2 separate regions of the Mus musculus genome follow, and region 1 is linked to region 2. A link is a contact called in public Hi-C data. All regions are on one chromosome and are shown on one strand. Each heading gives the region's core, a stretch centred on a gene start, on an enhancer-like site or on the middle of the called end of the contact. The rest is flanking DNA. Distances are from core to core; before and after follow the strand shown.

The links. Hi-C and Micro-C count contacts between places; a contact is called where the count stands out from the background.
Region 1: a contact with region 2 is called in a Hi-C map of embryonic stem cells, with 2.0 times the contacts expected there. The contact joins two enhancer-like sites. A contact is called at or near these places in 5 of 484 Hi-C or Micro-C datasets (the 3T3-L1 cell line, cerebral cortex, cortical neurons and 2 more) and 1 of 115 datasets of contacts at active chromatin or transcription factors (embryonic stem cells).

The regions. Positions count from the first base shown.
Region 1 is chr1:160,689,077-160,691,974 of GRCm38.p6, forward strand. The region is part of intron 10 of Rabgap1l (RAB GTPase activating protein 1-like); the gene reads right to left. Among named protein-coding and RNA genes, the nearest start is that of Gm23528, 45 kb to the left of the region's middle. Within about 2 kb of position 1,620, at least 5 of the 459 cell types and tissues checked have an H3K27ac peak or open chromatin away from gene starts, as enhancers often do. A contact at or near this core is called in embryonic stem cells, where this site is marked.
Region 2 is chr1:160,623,956-160,626,770 of GRCm38.p6, forward strand. The region is part of intron 13 of Rabgap1l (RAB GTPase activating protein 1-like); the gene reads right to left. Among named protein-coding and RNA genes, the nearest start is that of Gm23528, 20 kb to the right of the region's middle. Within about 2 kb of position 1,251, at least 17 of the 459 cell types and tissues checked have an H3K27ac peak or open chromatin away from gene starts, as enhancers often do. A contact at or near this core is called in embryonic stem cells, where this site is marked.

The DNA.
Region 1 (2,898 bases), core at 370-2,869, 65 kb after region 2:
ACCAGACTTTGGTTTCCTCCAGAGAATTAAGGGCTATATTCTCTTGGGTAATACACATCAAAATGTCTTTAAATTCAGATTTTCATAGGCTGTTCATCACTCCCTGCCTTTGTTTTTAAAATGCTTTTTCCATTTATTCATCTTCAACAGGTTACAGATTATTAGGAGCAAGGCTCAAATGCTCAGATGCTTAGCAGAGAGCTGTCAAGGACCCTTTCCTATGGTGAGTGGCTCAGCTGCAGATGCCACCACCCTAAGGTACACACAGTAAGTTAGACAAGGACTATAAACAAGGGTGGAGGTAGGGTAAAGATGAGAGCTGAGGGCCTCACCACTTGTAACACCATAGGCTACCTGTAGCCTCCCAAAAAGAATATCCCTCTCAAAGACGGGGATAGCTATGATAGTTGCCCTGACATGTATTGTGCTTGTTTGTGACTATACTAATAGTCTATGCTCTGAAACACATCCTGGCAGATCCCCCAGTCTATTCACAGCAATAAACCCAACTAAGATAGAAAGAAGTTGGTACTAGGAACTGGGGTGTTGCTATGATAGGTCTGACCATCTTTTTTTGTTTAAAAGAATATGGACTTTGAGACTGTGGGGTATTACTGTGATAAGCATGTTTTTGTTTAGAAAAATGTGGACTTTGTGACTATGGATTAGACAATCAGTTGAATGATTTAAGTGTGACTTAAAGGGCCATGCTAATAGGAACATGGTAGACAGTGGTGCTAAGAGTGATTTGAACTGTGGAGGCCTGGCTCAAGAGATTTCAGAGGAAGTGTTTGTATGTTGCCTAGAAATCATTCTTATGATATTTTGGTGAAGAATGAATGTGGCTGCTTTACCTTTGTCTGAAGCAAAAGTGAAGAGAATCAGATTAAGGAAATCTCAAAACAGCCTAACATAGACTCTTTCTTGTGGTACATTCTTATTTTTGTTTTGTTTTAATTAGGTATTTTCTTCATTTACATTTCCAATGCTATCCCAAAAGTCCCCCATACCCCCCCCACTCCCCTACCCACCCACTCCCACTTCTTGGCCCTGGTGTTCCCCTGTACTGGGGCATATAAAGTTTGCAAGTCCAATGGGCCTCTCTTTCCAGTGATGGCCGACTAGGCCATCTTCTGCTACATATGCAGCTAGAGACACGAGCTCTGGGGGTACTGGTTAGTTCATATTGTTGTTTCTTGTGGTACATTCTTACGAAGAGCATTTTGATCAAACATAGCAAGCTGAGAAAGGAAAAAAATGCAAAATGTATGATTCAAGTATTAAAGCAGCACCAAGAAATAGAATGGAGCTAAATCCTGTGTTTAATGAGATAACCAGATTAAAGATGTTAAATAGAATTAAGGAAATGGAAACCTTGGGGACAAGATCCTACCCAGATAAGCTTCCTTCTTGTGAAAAGGTATTAAAGAAAGCTTAGATACAGACTTGTTGGTGCACACCTTTAATTCCAGCATTCAGGAGACAGAGGCATACAGATCTCTGAGTTCAAGGTAAGCATAATCTACAGAGCAAGTTCTAGGACACCCAAGCTTAGGCAGTGAAGGAAATCATGGAAAACAGAAAGCTGGTAAAGCTGTAACTGAATGAAGACGCCATGTTCCAGCCTCAACAAGGAACAGAACTTGGCAGCTTCAACCACGTGGCTCTGGCTTTAGACTCAAGAATAGAAGGGATTATGGAATATCCCTCTCTAACCAAGAAAAATCACGTAGGCCAGATGTGTGGCGGGGTGTCCCTGCACAGAGGCCTTGAGAGGCCACTGCATGAAGCAATGATATTGAAGTTGCCTTGAAGACCCCTAGATGTAAGAGATGCCAGAGCCCAGAACCATTGGATACCTGCCGAGGAAAGCTGCTAACAGAGAATGGAACGATCCCAAGAGAAAGAAGTGTGTTGCAATCAACACAGCTGAAAAGAGTGGAGATATAAAGAATGCTCTGACATCAGACACAGAGATTCAGAGTTTGGCGTTTGCCCATCTGGTTTTGGTCTTGCTTTGTTCTGGTATCTCCTCACTATGACATCTTGGAATGGTAACATATATCTTATGATTTGTTTTTTGATTTTGATTTTATAGGGAGTTAAGAGATTGAATGAATCTCAGAAGAGACTTTGAACTTTGGACTTTTAAACATTGTTGAGACTGTAATAGTCTATGGGGACTTTTGAAGTTAGACTAAATATATTTTCTATTATGTAGTATCTACAAGGTTGAGGTGGGCAGGAAGTGAAATGTGGTGGTTTGACTAGGTTTGGCCCACAGAGATTCATATATTTGAATGCCTGGCCACAGGGAGTGGAACTATTAGGACGTGTGTCCTTATTGGAAGAGGTGTGGCCTTATTAGAGGAAGTGTGTCACTATGGAGGCAAGGCTTTGAGATTTTTTTTTTTTTTTTGAAGCTCTGCCCAGTATGACAAATCTAGTCTCCTGGCTGCCTTCAGATCAAGATATAGAATTCTTGATCCTCCAGTACCAAGTCTCCTTGCACACTGCCATGCTTTCCATCATGACGAAAATGGACTAAACCTCTGAAACTGTAAGCCAGCCCCAATTAAATGTTTGTCTTTGAAAGTACCTAAGGAGCTAAAGGGATCTGCAACCCTATAGGTGGAACAACATTATGAACTAACCAGTACCCCGGAGCTCTTAACTCTAGCTGCATATGTATCAAAAGATGGCCTAGTCGGCCATCACTGGAAAGAGAGGCCCATTGGACACGCAAAATTTATATGCCCCAGTACAAGGGAACGCCAGGGCCAAAAAGGGGGAGTGGGTGGGTAGGGGAGTGGGGGTGGGTGGGTATGGGGGACTTTTGGTATAGCATTGGAAATGTAAATGAGCTAAATACCTAACAAAAAATTTTTTAAAAAAATT
Region 2 (2,815 bases), core at 1-2,500:
TATATGACAGCTATCTCAGTGAAATAATTACAAAAGTTAAACACATATTTAGTATTGAATGCTACTTTGTAGTATATTTTAAAGCAAGTATTTTCATTTTTAACCTTTATAACATTTAAATTTCTGCATCTTATGAATTATCCATAATATCTTAGTATGGTAGCACTTATGCATAGTAAAAAATGTATACATATATTAGAAATTTATTCTCATAAAACCTTTTATTGATCATACATGTCTATATACAGTGATATGATACTAGATCATATTTCCATATAAGTAGCACATTATATTCTTCTGATGACTGTTCATGAGGCAGTAGGTACTACTACACCCTTTCTTCTACCAAGATTTCAAACTGTGAGAAGGATATACGAATATGTACCACAATATTATTTAAAACTTCCTGTGAAAAAATGTTGATGTTTTTACAGCTTTCAGGAAGACTTCTAGATCAAGATACTGAGTAGCAATATATATATATTTAGTTGAATATGATGAATGAAAGGTATTTGGGAGCAGAGGAACTTCATTTCCCAGGTTGCCTTTCTCCTGTAGTTCCGGCTGTGAGTTACTTTCAGCCAGTGAAGCATGGAGAAAGGGGAAGGCCACATGATCTCTCTCCAGTCCTACAAGGCACACTCCAGTGAAGTCTGCTTGACAGGCTGAGAAGCCTAGAAGCACTCATGAGGCAAAGAGTTTCACAGAAACTCACCTCCTGGAGCTTTGGCGTTCTCATTAACCCATATACTCATACCCTATCCCCGCATTAGTCTGGTGTATGGATCCATGTGCTCTCTTTTAATATTATCTTATCATAAGTGCCTTTTAAGATTGAATTCTGACATAGCCAGAGCCTTCGCCAGTGTTCCAAGGTTCCAGAAGCCTATGATCTTGGAAATGCAGTAAGGAAGTTACCTATTCAGTAACTAATTAAGCATTACAAAAGATGGAGCCAACAGCTCAGGGCTAGTCTGCAGAGTGTTTACCTTGTAAGAGCCAGGGAATCCCACTGAGATAGAAATCTTCAGTACAGGATACATTGCATATTAGAAGCAAGTTGGTGAATTCTCCTGACAAATGGAGATTCTCCAGATACTTAAAAGTTACACTCATATAAGAATTTAGCAAGGCCTAGGAAATAGGGGGGTTGTGGTATTGCATTTTTCATGAGAAGGCCTGTAAGAGCAGAACCCCCTGGTGCTAGTCTTCACAAGGCTCAAAGAAATAGCACTAGGGTGTGAGATCCTTATCTGTCACTGAGCTGACCCTAGGCAGGACTGCTTTATCTTTACTGTAAACATCTACCTGGTTCCTGTAAGTCCCTTTGTAGTCATTCCTTTGTTTTGTATCAGGTAACTTCAATGTACTTTGCCTGCTGTTGACTTCCAACCCCTTTTATTTTCTGTACTATTTAAGACTGGTGTTCACTTTGTGAGATTACATTCAGATTCTACACAATCTCTCGTGTTGGTCTGTCTGTCACCCACTGATGCCTTGCCCACCTGCGACCAGAGACTTGTTCCACGCAGACAAAGGGACCCAGAGGGTCTGCAGCACTCCAGCAGGAAAGAGTTTCACCAAAGTTAAAGCTTTAGCTTTGCCCTAGGCATGTCATTCTCAATCAGTTGCCTGCATATTGTGGGATGATCTTTTTCTTGTGTTGTGTTGTGTTGTAGTTTCATTTTGTTTTTGTTTTTTTCTGCTAGCAGAAACAGTAGCTTCCTGGTCTCTGGATCAGCTGGTGGCAAGCTAAAACCTTTATTACCACTTTGCTCTTTCAGTTCTACCAATGTTCAAGTAACTTAGATCCTTCATTAAACAGACTTTGAAATGCCAATTTTCCTAACCATGCCCTATTTGACATACACATCATTTGTCAGCTTGTCTCATGGTTTCTGTTCTATGTTTAATGTTATATTTCAAAAGAGAGAAAGAGAAGCAGGGCCTGGTGGCGCATGTCTTTAATCCCAGCACGTGTGAGGCAGAGGCAAGTGGATCTCTGTGAGTTCGAAGCCAGCCTGGTTTACAAAGCGAGTTCCAGGACAGCCAAACCTGTTACATAAAGAAACCCTGTCCCAAAAAAACAGATGGGAAAGGAGAGCTAGATAAGGAGGGAGATACTGAGTTGGCCAAACTTGAGACAAAGACTAAACTATTAAACTATTCCATTTTGCTAAGTTGTATAAGACTTATTTCATCAGCTACTAATTGAGGGTAACCACAGATAGATCTTACTAACTTATATACACCTTAAACTTATGCATTCTACATAGGCTGCCACCCTCAGATCACACCCCAAATTATACTTTAAACATGGTAGAGAACCACAAGTCTAGCCACTTAGGCAGATGGGAGATTTATACAACAAGATACTGCCATAATTATTTCTTAAGCACATCCCAGACAGACATGATGCTGGAGAAAGAACTGAGAGTTCTACATCTGGATCTGCAGGCAGCAGAAGGAGACTGGGACACACTGGCTACAATTGAGTTTATGAGATCTCAAAGCCGACCCCCAGTGACACACTTCCCCCAACAAGGCCACACCTACTCCAACAAGACTACACATGAAAATAGTGCCAGTCGCTATGGGCCAAGCACTCATTCACATGAGTGCATCAGGGCCAATCCTATTCAAACCAACACAGACTTAATGGGAGACAAGGACTTAATGATGAATGTCACTCTGTACTGCCCCCATGAGCTACACAATAGACACATGTAGTTTGATATGGGGTTGGGCTAGCTGTATGTCAGGGCTGGCTCTTTTGTTAACTGTCAAAGAAATGGAGACCAACTGGAAGTCAATC